Regions from separate parts of the Gasterosteus aculeatus genome. Here region 1 is linked to region 2. The links are chromatin contacts, called in public Hi-C maps. All regions are on one chromosome and are shown on one strand. Each heading gives the region's core, a stretch centred on a gene start, on an enhancer-like site or on the middle of the called end of the contact. The rest is flanking DNA. Distances are from core to core; before and after follow the strand shown. Region 1 holds the start of dmxl1 (Dmx like 1). Region 2 overlaps sema6a (sema domain, transmembrane domain (TM), and cytoplasmic domain, (semaphorin) 6A).

Region 1 (7,037 bases), core at 733-3,232, 91 kb before region 2:
TGGGAAACCATGGGAAGGACGTGTTCATCTTTGTCCTTATCCTGGGAACTCACTTCAGTGTCTTTGCAGGCTTGCTGTACTGAAGAGAGAAACAACGAGACGGAAGACATAAAACAGAGAATATATTGTTTCAGTACACATCAAGCCTAGAGCATATTACTAACATGGATATTGATTCAACACTCAGCATGTGGGAGAAGGAAATAAATGGTCTGCAAATTGTTTTCATTGAATTATAGTTTTCATACAGAGCATCAAGAGTTTTTCTGCACCGGTCAAAAACAGCATGAAATGGGTCTCACAATGGGACCATTGTATGAAAACATGCTGGCAGTATGGGAAACCAACTAGCTGCAAATAAGCATCAAACCTATTCGGCACACAGACAGTGGAAATTGGCGTCATGGGTCACTTGATCAAGGTTAAAGACTGAATTACCCTAAAACTCGTACTACTTGTGTGAGCTGATCATCTTTCACTGCCGCTCTAATGTAGTGAGTTTCTTGATTGTCAAACTAATTAGTATCTATTAGGAATTGGAGTGACCACCAGGTTGAATACAGCCAGATAAATAGCAGGGAGGCCTTTCAGGAAGCGTAAAAAAATAATAAAAAAAATCAGCAAGCTTGATTAGTCTGATGACAGCACACGTCCAGTGTTGTATAATCCTTGAAAAGGCAAGAATGTCTAGCAGCTTCTGTTCACTGCCCACGTAGAAAATTGTGTCATGTGTATATGAGAGAAGCAATCGTATGACTGCCATAGCTAAATTAGATTACAATGAGAGGTTTTGATTGGCCTTTTGACAGACCCCCATCTGTCCAATAGACACTAAAAGGCCTTTATAAAAAAAGAGTGCAGAGCAGGTGCCAGAAGTGATTCAGCGCCAAGCAGCAGTCTCACTTACACCTTTATTCCACTTCAGCTCACCTTTGCTTTACCACTTGTTTTACAATGCTCGTGCAATGCAAAGGATTTCTCAATACTGATGGTTATAGGTCAACATCCCGACTTAAGTAGCTGTATCGTGACAATGGGACGTCTGGTATTAGGAAACATATATAAAATAAAAAAACAAACACATTACGTCTCCTAAAGCCATATTGCTGACTCGGTTAACGTTAGCGAACGTTACATATTTCTGTTCCGGGGAAAGGCACATGACTTAATAATATAATAATTATTATTATTGCAACCGTCAAATCGCCGTGTAATGTCTTTTAAGCGGACGACGGGTGTCAAAATGTTTTCGTGCACAAACACACGGTTCAGTGGTTTGGAGGCGACGCGCGTCATGTCGTCCGTGCGGTGGCGACTCACGTGATAAACGTTTCCCCACCAAACAGCCCAACTGAGACCGCGTCTGGGTCACACCGTGGGCCCGGTACGGATGAGACACACAGGTGGTCGAGTGTCCCGATGACTTCAAGCAAACACCTGACACGTTAGCCAGCGGCCAACTACCTGTGTTCAAGTCGTCGAATGCTGTGGCTAACTTGGCTGTCAAGTTTGGCTAACGTCAAACTGCAGCTTCACCAGTAACACAAACACCGCGACACAACCTGACGTTAAACGCGGTGGCGCGCTACTTACCCCGCGTATCTACTTGATAATGTCCCTCAAAGCCCGTGTCTTCGATGCACGTAGGTTACCTCTCCGCCGTTAAACGTCACGTCCCCTCGGCTAGCTGGCGTTAGCGCGCGCTAGCATGCGAGGCTGTCTTCTATCGAGCTGCGGAGCGAGACAGCTAGCTAAACATTCGGTCACGTGTGCACGCCTGACAATCTGTGCTGGCTGAGACCAGCGGCTTTATGAATACTTCTGCGAGCGCTGACCGCGGGAAGGGGGCAGCGTCTGCCCGAGGTTAGCAAGTAAAACGCTTCCAAGAGGGAAGCTTTTTCCCATGTTGAAGATGTGTCATGATTATGACCGTTCGCTGCAGTGCATTGTGGTCCTTGTAGTTGCCCTGTGACATCAGCGCAGGGCCTGCAGGCTCGCAGCGGACACCTCACGTGTGGCTGTTTGTTTGTTTTTTACAGTTGTTTTCTGTAGACGAGTATTACATAACTGCAATGTGATCATATGGTGAAATATAAGTCATATTTTCCTATTTAACAGTGCCCCTAAAGGGGTTAAAGTAGCTTTTACTAACTTGAATGGATTTGCAACCACCATTTAACCCATGCAGCATCGAGATGAGTAAGCAGCACATGATAACTATGTAAACGCAGATCGGTCGGGATGCTGCTATATAGGCAATGGTTGTACTTGGTGTAACAATGGTTGTACTTGGTGTAACAGTGTACTGTAACAGTGTACTGTTACACTTAACCCCAACATGGCTTTGACTATGATGTGTGAATGGTGAGAATGATAGTCACCGATGGGTTACAGGTGCCACTGTGTATGGTAGCTAGCTTCCATCATTGTATGAATGACATGTAGTGTCAAAGCCCTTTGAACGGGGAGAAGTGTGTTTGTTTACCATTAACATTAATGTCCTGGTGAAATAACACACCCTGTATTAGTATTTCACTGTGAAGTAAAAATAACCCTCTCATGTGTGAATTCAGTGTGTGACAGTTTAAATGTGTTCTAAAGCTTGTCGAACCAAGTTTGTTTGTCATCCTAGACAGGTAATATCTATCGGCAACACTCTCTTTACTTATTTAGGGGCAAGACATTTTGGGCAACTGCTCATCTGCCATTTGCTGAGATTTTCAACCTGTTACTTTTCTAGTGTTGTAAAATGATATTTCCACAATGCTTGGTAGTCCAATGTAAATTCAATCTAAATCAGATTTGCATTGAGCCCATTAGCAACCACAGGATGTCACTGTTGCTCAATACTCTGGTCTCTAGTTTACTTTGACCACTATGGTAGAACTGGACTATATTCCGGTCTTATGATCAGATGTTATTTTTTGCTCTTGTTTTTTAAGTACATCTTTCTTACCCCTTTCCCTCATTCAGATCAATGGAGGCCTGTCGTTACGATGACTGAACGCTGACTTTACACAGCGTAAGATATTATCCCGGCTACATGACATTTAGCCTCCAGCTAACTTCTTAATTTCTACTTGTAAATATTTCTGCACATTCGACCCAATCTCCACGGGTAAAACACTGTTGAATGGGAAATTAATGAGGACGGGAGGGTGGAAGGCTTCTTACTCGATTAACGCGCTAGGAGATAAGTGGGAACGACAGTCACTATGAATAATTCAAATGGGTGACGTGGCAGTGACATTAAGGAAGGTTGGCGACATTCATCGTCCTGGGAGTTGGATGGTGATGATGAGGAAACTGTTGACTTCCCATTCAGGAAGTAGGTCACTGACTTATTAAATATGCATCTTTATTAGTGTGATAAATAGTGATTTATAGTTTTAATAAACACATATACGTGTGCAGGTTAAATGTATGTGCAAAAAAATGACATTATATTCTTGCACGCATGCATGCTTGTGCACACATGTACAAACACACACACACACACACATGGGTTTGTCTTTGAAAAAATCCACAGCGAAAATACGAATTCTTCCACAGACAAACTCTCGTCCACGGTGTATAAAGGATAGTGCTCTTCAGTGTGATATTGAGTTTTTTGAGTTTGTGTATGAGCGCCTTTGCCAGCAATAGTTTCTTTGTAGTGAAGATGCCTAAAAAGAAAGAAGAAGAAAAAATCTCTCCCGTCTGAAATTGGAAATAACTATAATGGAGTTTAGTGAATGTTAAAGCTCCCTGTGCCAGAGAACAGATGCTGATACTCAATTCAAGGCTTAAACCATTTTGTTTTATAGAGCACTATGTTAAAGTGAGCATACACATACATGCATATAGCTATTATTACAGTTGCATAAGGGCAGAGCGCTAAAACCAGTCCAAACATATTGCAATTTGAATGTGTCAGCATCGCTAAAGACCTACATCGACCGTTTCAAGATCGCTGACGCGCTTCCTCTTCCTCTTCACCTCCAATGTCTTTTGTCTCTAATATACAACACATATCTTCTAAAAAGGTATAATTGGTAAAACGATCCACCATGTTTATGAGTTTCTCGATTTTTTGTGGGACAATTTGTTTATATATTACGATCTCATCATAGGAATACAATAATATGAAAACAACAAAAAACAGATATTCTCAAGCATGACACTATTGCGTAACATCACAAGAGGGCAGTGTTGAAACACAAACAAATTGTGCTGAGGAGCTGAGGCCGTCCTACCTGTGAAGTCGCTGCAATTTAACCCTCATGACCAAACGCACACTCGGCCGCCGAGCACTCCCATCTCTGCATGTGAAACGAGCACATGGCAAAGCCAGAACACAGGCTGGCAGGAAGAACCTCAAACCACTGGCCCGCTCACTTTCAACAGTCATGTAAAAGGCATTTTCAAATTACCCCGACACAAATCCTGATCTAGAAGAATTGGGGTTTCGCTCCAGAAAACACAGACTGAGCCCCAGCTGCTTCGGAGGCTGGATTCTGTCCTTCCTGATGCATAATCCATGAGTTTTTATTTTCCCCTTGAAATGTGAGTGGCCTCTTTGAAGTGTTTTGTGGTATTATAATGCCGCGGTTTTGACGAGTAATAATGTTGATGTCTTGTATGAGCTGTAATTACTGGATCTGGAGGTACGAAGGCAATGCCAGAATGGGCTTGAAGTCTCAGTGTGGTCGTGCTTTGATGTTTTCCCACTGGGGTTGGGGGGGTTCAGGGGAGGGGGGACTTTTTCCACATTGGGGGGGAAAATACCCACAAGTTGCTGAACTTTGACAGACAGACAGGAACACAGGCAAGCCAGCAATGATGATGCTTGAACGCAAATGAATTCAACTAACCATTTAATGATCAGCTTTGGTAATCACGTAAACGATCAATGCTCTCATGTCGGTATAATTACAATTATCCTTCACACACACTTATCCGATGATAAGCTTTCATTTCGGTACCTGTAAAACTGCACGGAGAGGGACAATGGGCTTTGTTTGCTCCGAATAAACCCGACCAGCTGCGCTGCAAAGCGCTATGATAATGTTTTTGTTATTGCAATCTCCGGCAGACTTTGCGTGTTTGCAATCCACCGGCTCTTCCTCCTCGGCCCCATCGTTTCAACACTGTCCTACATTGCTGCGCATCGCAGTGACCCGAGTGGAGGCATCCTTGGCCGTGAATCTTGTTGAGTCATCTGGAGTTGAGTGTGTGAATGCGTGCGCGAAAGGCCCTGCGTACATCGGCGGTGTGTGTCCATCTGCGCGGGCGTGCGTCACTGCGCGGGGTGTCTGCGAGTGCGCTGGCTGAGGCTCGGCGGTGACTGGGAAACGACGCAAACGGGCTTCACAGGCTTCACAGGCGGAGGAAGAGGGGTTAGCAGGCAGCCGGCAGGATATCCCATCACATTAAGGCTGCCGCTGCGCCCACTTTGCCACGACTCTTCCCAGCAAGAGGTCGGCGGAGGTCAAGCAGGCCCCTCCCCCTGTCATTATGCTTCCATCACCTGCCGTCCGCTCTGTGCTGACAACAGAACTTTCTCCTCTCTCTCCTCAACCTTTACTCTTGGAAGCAGCTTTAGCTTCTCGCTTGCGCTCAGCCCCTTTTTCTTTTTTGTCTGACTTTGTCTTTCTGATTTTCACATCTCCCCCTCCTTCCTCTCCATCTGTTCCCCGGCAAGCTTTTCAAAGTCCTTTTATTTGTCTCTGTTTTGCTCTTTTGATAACTCCACATCACTGTCAAGGTCCTTGTGCCGTGTTCTCTTGCAGATTCGGGGGAACTCAGGGGTCCCTCTTTCTTAGAGCTTTTGTCGAGTCTGCAGCCGATCTCGAGATTGCAACAGCGATACCATCCATCCACAGCTGCTCTCCCAGACAGCCTGAGCCGCAGTCTGTCAGAGGAGGATCTCTGGTGAGTCTTTTAGCGAAGGAGGAGAGAACTACCCGCGCCTTGTGAGGCCTGAGAGCGCCACCCGATGTGTGTCAAAATTACAGCTCAAATCTGGGGCAAGTGGTAATGCAATATAGATGTTATATTGTACTGAATATTTCATTATACTCAACAATGTACTAGAATAATGTATGTGTATCGACCAAACCGAGGAACAGAGGCGACAATTTGATGTCTTCATGTTCCTTGTCATGCAAGTTTGAAGGGAAACCTTTGAGCCGTCGACGGCCGCCGGAAAACCGAGCAATTTGAAACAAAGGCATATCGCACTAAAAACTACAGGTTAGCTATTGCATCTTATCAGATATTCAAATTCACAAACGTGTGCATATTTCTGTACTGTGGATCCCTTCTTGTTTTTCAGCAGGGTTCATTTGTTTTTTTAAGCAGCACCGCCTGGATGTTTTTTCGACTTTGTTCGAGCTCAGCTCTCTTCATCATCAGATGCTTCGGCATCACTCTGTGTCTGGCTGCCGCCTCCCGTCTCAAGGAATGCGCAGGTAACTTGCTTAATGAGGAGACAAGAATATTTCCCCATGATTTAAGGAGAGATCACAGAGCTGCATCCCGCTCAAACAACCCCCATTTGATCATAAATAAGATACAGATGAGGAATCGTCTGCATCTTCTATCAGAAGAAACTACACTCAAGTAGGAATATTGTCCAAGTATACTGTTTGTATTACCTTCACTTAAAGGATCCACAATGTATATGGATGTCATATTAACAGAATCCACTCTAGACGACCTCAAATCAAGGATTACACGTCAACATTCCCGAACACTTCAAATAGTCTGTCCGTGGGGGAAATGTGCAATCCAGCATTTGGTGTGATGAATGTTGAATATACCTGTAATGGCTCTCGTTGGGCCATTATGCACCATGATATCTGGTCATTATGCCTCTCTTGATTTATACTGCTTCTGTGGATCCTCACCCACGGTGACCTACATTCTCTTTCATCCCGACCATCAATCATTTAGCAGTTCAAAGCAAAGACTGTCTGTGGGGGAACGCAGAGGGCTGAATCATAATAGCATTAATTCTCCAAAGACACTGTGAAAAAAATATGCAGTATTATGCG
Region 2 (6,972 bases), core at 2,566-5,065:
TGAAGCGTGATGGTTATGTGACAGACAGATAAGCAGATTAAAGTACGCCCATGAATCAAAAGAAAAAATATTGTTGTTGTTTGTGTAGCTGTTATTGTGGCTGCCTTTGAAGACCTATAAGTTATCAAAATGTACCTTCTCTGGCCCGATTAAGCTTCAGTGAAACTGAAGGGAAAGATGAACAGCAGATTGCTTTTTACAATCATCTCTACCATGGATATACACGAAGGGTTTCAGAACAGAACAATAGAAACGGTGTATTCTTAAACCCTCCATGCCGTTGTTGTCAAATTCAAACTTTCAAGTCTGACCGGGGGGTAAGGGGGTGATGCTGTTTTGGAAAAAAAATGCTTCTTCTTCATGCTATAATTGTGACCAGTGGAGGGTGAGGAAGATGAGAGGCCGGCTGACTGGCAGGAGGAGCTGGACTTGGGAGCGGGAGGCGTGGGAGGAAGGGGGAGAGCTGCCATGCGTGACTGCGATCCTGGTTGACAGTTGGTCCGCTCTGTTTCACATATCTCCTTACTGCCTGCTTGGTGGTCTTTCAGGGGGAAAACAGGTCTCCGCGCAGATTGCATCAGAAAATATTTCTCGCTCTGCCCGCTCTTTCTCTCCCTGCGTGTCATATGATGGCCCCCCCAAGCATGGTTACCCCTCGCTGCCCTGCTCTTTGCCCATGTGATTGGGACTAGAGCCTGGTATCTCTACTCAAAACACATAATGTCCGCTGCTGAGAAGAAGGAGAGCGAATACATTGTCATGAAAACAGTAGCTCTCTATCTTTACATTTCCACAAGACTACTTCCATGTCCGTATGGTAGATATGAAGATTGGAAACAGGGGCAACAGCTAGCTTGTCTAGGAGAGACTTTGTTTGCGTCTCCGCTGGTTGCCTGGCAACCTCTCTGAAAAAACAGCCCATAATTGCTTTTAACACTTTTATTTTTTGTTTGGTTTAAAGAAACAAGATAAAAATGTCTTAATTGATGATCTTCGAGGCGGAGTCAGTGGATTGTGTTTTCCTTTGGACACAGCCAGGCTAGCTGTTTTCCAGTCCTCGTGCTAAGCTAAGCTAAGCTAAGTTTCAGATTCATCACACCGACACAGAAACGTGAAGCGCCACGTTACCCCAAACTCCATTTCTTGAAGACCACACAACACACAACGACAGGTCTTCAGTCAAACAACATACAGATCTATTTCTATCGCCACTTCTGGCAATGAGTCTTGTGCCAGGTATGGATTTACCAGCCTGTCAGCATTCCTCATAACCACTGATTTTAGGCCTTCGGGGCACCTGCAAGTCTTTTTCTTTGATTGTGTTCCAGTACAGCGCTTTCTGCAGCCCACACTGTGTGCAGGCCCAGGCTGCGCTGTGCTCGGGGCGGCTATCAGCGCGCTGCCCTATAGCTCTGTTACTTTAGGGGCGGCGAGCCTGCGTGGCCTGGCCTGTTTTTTTTCGCCGCTGACCATGACGTCTCTGTTCCCCGCAGATCGGCCTTTGAGCAGGACGTGGAGCATGGTAACACAGATGGCCTGGGAGACTGCCAAAGTAAGCAGGCCCTCTTCACTCGTATCTTTCCTCCTCCATTCTACACCATTCCTCTCCTCCCTGCTAACCGAGTGTCCCTCTTTCCTTTCCTTCTTTGCTGCTGTCACCTTGTTCTCCCCCGTCTGTTCCGCCCTCACAATCCTCTCTTTCAGCCTCTTCCATCCATCTGTCCCTTTTCAGCTCTCGTCCTCTTCTGTCCCCCCCCGCCGTCTCTCTGGTCTCCCGGTCAACGGAGTGTTGTGTCCACTTGGGCAAGACTGTATCGCCTGTTTAAGATTGGCTACAAAATACACAACACAAGCGCTCGGGGCAACGGGGTCTGACTTGTGAGTCTTGTGGTTTGAAACACAAGTCAGCCTCCGAAGTCTTGAAAAGCCGCTTTTACAATGTATATTGTAAAAGAGGCTTATGGTATATTGGATTTCATGTCTAGAATAGCTGTTTGGATTTGTTGAATGTGATACTCTCTTGGATTTATACTCAGCCAGTTTTCAGGAGAAACTTCTGAACATTTTGACGAATCATCTTCATCTCAATCTGTTTACTCGAATTCACCAGCGTGTTCAGTGAAGGGAAGCCGTGAAGTTGAACCTTCATTAACTGTATAGGCAACACATCAACTCTGATTTAAAGTTAGGAGAGTATCGAGCAGCCAGTCGATTCTGAATCACTTTAGAAGTCATGCCTTTTGATCATGTTAAAGCATGAGCTCCCTTTACTGCCGCCAATAATAACACGTTTCCCCTCGTTTCCTTTCTGCTTCTTCCAGACACCTTTGTGGCGCTGAACGGTAAGTATCCCACATTTTACTGTAGAGGCAATTAAATAAAAGACAGGAGCTGCGTTTCATGTCCCCTGACTCTTTAGCTCTGGCCACACCCCTTCATCTAATCAATCAATCATCCCCTCTCAACGAAATGAAAACTCCTCCCACACACCTAAAGGCAGGTTATTAATGACTCATGCTTTTAACGGAATTCATTTCGTTCCTTCTTTTTCATAGAGGTTCCTTCCGGTGACGAAGGTAATGAAACGATGCACGGTCTGTGCAATTTACTTCTCGTGGTGCCCCCCCCCCCCCTCCGCCATTCCCCTTTTGTAGTTTAGAATAAAGGACGTAGAATTAGAAATCCAAGAATCCTTTCTATTCACATTGTGATTCTAGTGCACCTCGTCTCCCTCCTTAATTGTTCCAACTACTCTTTACCCCCCTGTGCAACATCATCGATTAGCTCTGACCTTTGCTTCTAATTGGATGGATCTGGTTGTTGGTGCTTTAAGGCTTTGATGGTGCACAAATGCCTCAGTGTGCACATTAAGCAGGACATGTGTGAACAGAGGGAGAGGTAGATTAGACTGGCCTGTTTAGAGTCGGGCGAGATTTGATGCGTTTCTGCCAACTGCCACCGTGCATGTGTAGTTGGCATCCACTCTATGCTTTAAAAAAAAAAAAGAAGAAAAAAAAGGCTAATGCAAAAATGAGCAGAGACCCATTTTTCTGCTCCCGCAAATTGCTCTCATAATCGCACACAGCAATATCACAATCAGAGCGATGACGCTTATAGCTCGAGTCGATTTGAAGAATAATAAACAGACGTGATTAGCCTGCAGCGGAAAAGGTCGGTCTTATCCGGAGGAGCCACACATCCACCTTACTTTATGGTTTTCAGTAAATCTCTCTCTCTCTCTCACACACACACACACACAAACCCTTGCAGCTGTCAGTTCAAACAGTCAGATCCATACAGAAGGACAAGAATAGATATTTTAAAGTCGTTCCATAGCCCAGACCATCTCTCGCTCTCTCTCTCTCTGTACCCCCCACTGTGCACCTCCTTCCTTTTGGAAACCCATGTTAAAAAACAGGCCTCTGTGTTGGTCTGCACCCCTACAGTGCTGAACACGCTCCCATAGGCTTGGCTGTGTGTGTGTGTTTCCAGGCAATCTCTCTCACACACACACACACACACACACACACACACACACACACCAAGCAGTTTACAACCCCCCAAACAAAGTCTTTGCCATTACCCGAGCCCCTCCGTCTATCTGTTGGAGGTTGATATGGATTTCAAGATAAATACATGCCCCCTCTCCATCCTCTTCTCCTCCACTCCCCGACTAGACGCCCTCGCCGCTCTTTTAATCTGCAGAAAGAGAAGGATGTGCATCCGTCGGCAGGATTCTTTTATTTTTTTACCCTCCCTGATACGCGGAGGAGCTTTAAGGCTCCGAGCTCTCACTCTATGTGTGTCATCTGCCTGAATAGCACTTCCCCTGGCGGTGGGGGAATGAATTATAAAATAGGCCTGTCACACTAATCTCTCAGCCTTGGGCCAATAGTTAAATAAATCATTTTAATGATTGCCGTGGCACACGGAGGAAGAGGCTCCGGGTGGTGTTGTGCGTAGTCTACCAGCAGCATTACCGACGTTAGCCCCCATGAAATGCTCCCCACCCTCTTCAAAGAGCATAAACACATATTGAAAAGGCGCTCGCACATCTGCACACACACGCGTTGCTGTCACCTCCTCCATAGGGAGAGCTCCACAGAGGCTGCTGATAAAAGTGTTGTCAGTCTTCATCTAGGGTGGGATGCTTTCTTTTACCTTATGTTTAATACAATATGTAGCTTGTGCAAACCTGTGTAGGGTGGCATTAGCATGTGGGAGGGTAACGTGATTAGCATGGTTCAGAAATAATCAGTCAGACAAAGCGTGGAGGACGGGTGGAGGCAGGAAAGCACACATTGTGAGGTAGAGGAGGAGGAGGAGGAAGGTATGATCCGTCACCCACAGATAAAAGAGCAATTGTCACCCTCAGAGGTTAGAGCACGTCGAGAAACGTCCTGCATGCGTGATGTTCTCGTTACAGTCTCATTATCTGGCTGCGTTGTGATTCCCTCTTCCGCTGTTGGCCAGCAGTGGGTTCAGTCACTAAGGAATGTAGTTACTGGGAGGATCCCAATCAGAGGAAATTCACTAACTGTAAACAACTCATTTCTCCCGTGATTGATCTAGACTTGGTGCAGAAAGGCCGCGCTAAATACAGATTACCAGGCGTGCAGATGCAAAACTTTTGGGCGGATATTTGGTTTAAATAGAAAGAAAATTGGGTGTAAGTGGGGAAGCGTGGGGAGAATACAGACGAGGAAAACTAGGACATAATAAAAGGAGGAACGAGAGAGACATTTTACAATTTATTCTTGATGCAGATAAATCTGCCAATTATTTTTTCAATTAATGATTTAGTTCATTGGCACTTATTATTAAGAGTGCAAGGTTGTAGTCCAAAACAAAATGGTATTTAGTTGCCACATGAGAAGAGGTGGAGCGGCAGATCTCAGATCAGAGAGTAACCAATTGTAACAGACGTCATGCTAGATTAAATAAGTTTGAAATAATTAGGATGCAACGCTTAACAAGAGGAGGAGCAAGCGCTCCGCAGCTGAAGAAAAAGTTAAAGGCAGACTTCTCAACAGGAGCGATGGAAAGAAACTTTGTCTCTCGTCCTTCATATCAAAGATTGGCCCCCTATGGTGATTGTGGAGCAACGCGATTGTACTCTCCGCTCTGCTCTGACAGGCCCAAAGCCGCTCCGACGCGTCAGTCAGAACAGGAGGGAAGAGAGCGAGAAGGGCAGAGAGTGACAGGAGAAAGGGAAAGAACGTCTCTGCTGAGAAACACACACACACACACATTTGCTAATGAGTTTCCCCGAGGTCACCGGGATGAAACACTTTGTTGCATCGCACAGTCGAGCAGATGTTGCGTGCGCCTGTGTATGTGTGTGTGTGTGTGCGCTTAGAAGGAGGAAGAAACGCCTGCGTGTGTGTGAGTGCGTGTCGGCACCCCAGCTGGCCGGTGCTCACATGCACTGAGGCCTGCCTCGAGCGCCGGATAACCTGTGTTGTGTCCGGCAGGCCACCATCACCGCCACCATCACCGCACCCTCTCCCTCCCCACCTCGGCCCTGCCCGAGGCGGCCGAGGGCCCCCTGGGGCGGGGCCGCATGGTGGAGCGGAAGGACCCCCCAATGAGCTCAGACAAAGGGGAGGACCCCTACGTAGCCGTGCCCTCTCAGACCCAGCCCGAAGCCAATGGTAAGCCTTGGAACACAACAGCGAGCAGTCAATCTGGTCCATTGTCACCTGTGGCAAGGAAGGGGGGGGTTGGTGGGGAGAGGGGAGGGGTGGGGGGGTTGCGTAATTGAGATATACGGCTGCCTGGCTGCTTCCAGCTGACAAGGTTTAGAAATGGTGGATCGCGTTCTCCCCAGGGTACAAATTGCCTCACTGTGCACGTAAGCCCCCCCCCCGAAAGAAACGTATGCAAACCCACCTACGTGGCCCATTCAGACGCATACATAATATGCACCCATTACGACACATGCACGCGGACAAACAGGCGCACTCAGCAGGATGGATTTATTATCAAGGCGCCGTAATGCCCCACAGGAGACGTAATATCCACACCATTACGCTCTCAATAGGACAAAAACAGAGATGTATTCATTTCCCCGAGAAGACGGCCCGGCCGCCGGCTCTGTCATGCTCCGCGACACAATGACATGACATTGAACGCCCTTTTCCTCCTCCGTTAACAACCTGCCCGGTGCCGCACCGCCGCAAGGACGGCTCGCCGGGATAAATGAGACAGAGGGAAAAGGAGAGGAAGCAAGGAGACGACACATGTTGAAGGGCGGAGGAGAAAAAGGAATAAAAAGGTCACTGTAGCATGTTTCGTCCCTTAATAGAACGTCCCTGCCACAAGACACAAAACCCGTTATTAGAGGCAGCTCCAGCGTTGCCTTGAGGAGATATTTCTTAATTGTTATTAATTGTCATTTGTTCACAGTCGCGGCTTTCTATTGACCGTCTATAAAGAAAGACATTGAAAGAAAAACCAGAGCAGAGATGTCCGTAAAATGTGTCTTTTCATGGTCAAAACTAGCCTCCGTCTGCGCGTTCTCTGCCTTTATTAACATTACATAGAATTCACACACTTGTGCGACGCACGGATGCTGTTGCAAGGGTTCGTTTTAGCAATCGGTCAGGTCATGTGACGCAGAGACGTAGTGTATCAAGCGACCGTTACAGAGGGTTGTGTGCAGTGTTGGGCAAGTTACTGAAAATGAGTATTTAGTTACTTCTTTTAAAGGTAATTGAATTACTTACCAGTTACTGTGTATCAAAAAGTAATTAGTTACTCTGGAAAGCTTTTTAAATGTAATGAATATAAATAGTACTGACACTGTCAAACACAATAAACATATTTTTTAGACCTATAAATGGTAATCAACAGGGCAACAGCCCTTCAAATCAAGCAATAGTACAAAAGTGCTTTTTAATACTTAACTTAATACAAAATAACTGTTTCAGGCATTTGCCTGAAGGCAACTGACTCGACAGTTGACAGGAT

The links. A called contact is a pair of places that touch in the nucleus more often than the background predicts.
Region 1: a Hi-C map of skeletal muscle shows a contact between it and region 2, with 2.8 times the contacts expected there. The contact joins the promoter of dmxl1 here to the enhancer-like site in region 2. A contact is called at or near these places in 3 of 6 Hi-C or Micro-C datasets (liver, skeletal muscle and tail fin).

What each region holds. Positions count from the first base shown.
Region 1 is chr13:6,525,615-6,532,651 of fGasAcu3.hap1.1, reverse strand. dmxl1 (Dmx like 1) reads right to left here and starts at 1,982. Exons shown (of 51, transcript XM_040195678.2): 1 at 1,594-1,982; 2 at 1-79.
Region 2 is chr13:6,436,419-6,443,390 of fGasAcu3.hap1.1, reverse strand. It overlaps sema6a (sema domain, transmembrane domain (TM), and cytoplasmic domain, (semaphorin) 6A), which reads left to right. Exons shown (of 18, transcript XM_040195443.2): 16 at 1,494-1,552; 17 at 2,322-2,342. Among protein-coding and RNA genes, the nearest start is that of sema6a, 79 kb to the left of the region's middle. Within about 2 kb of position 3,815, at least 4 of the 9 cell types and tissues checked have open chromatin away from gene starts, as enhancers often do.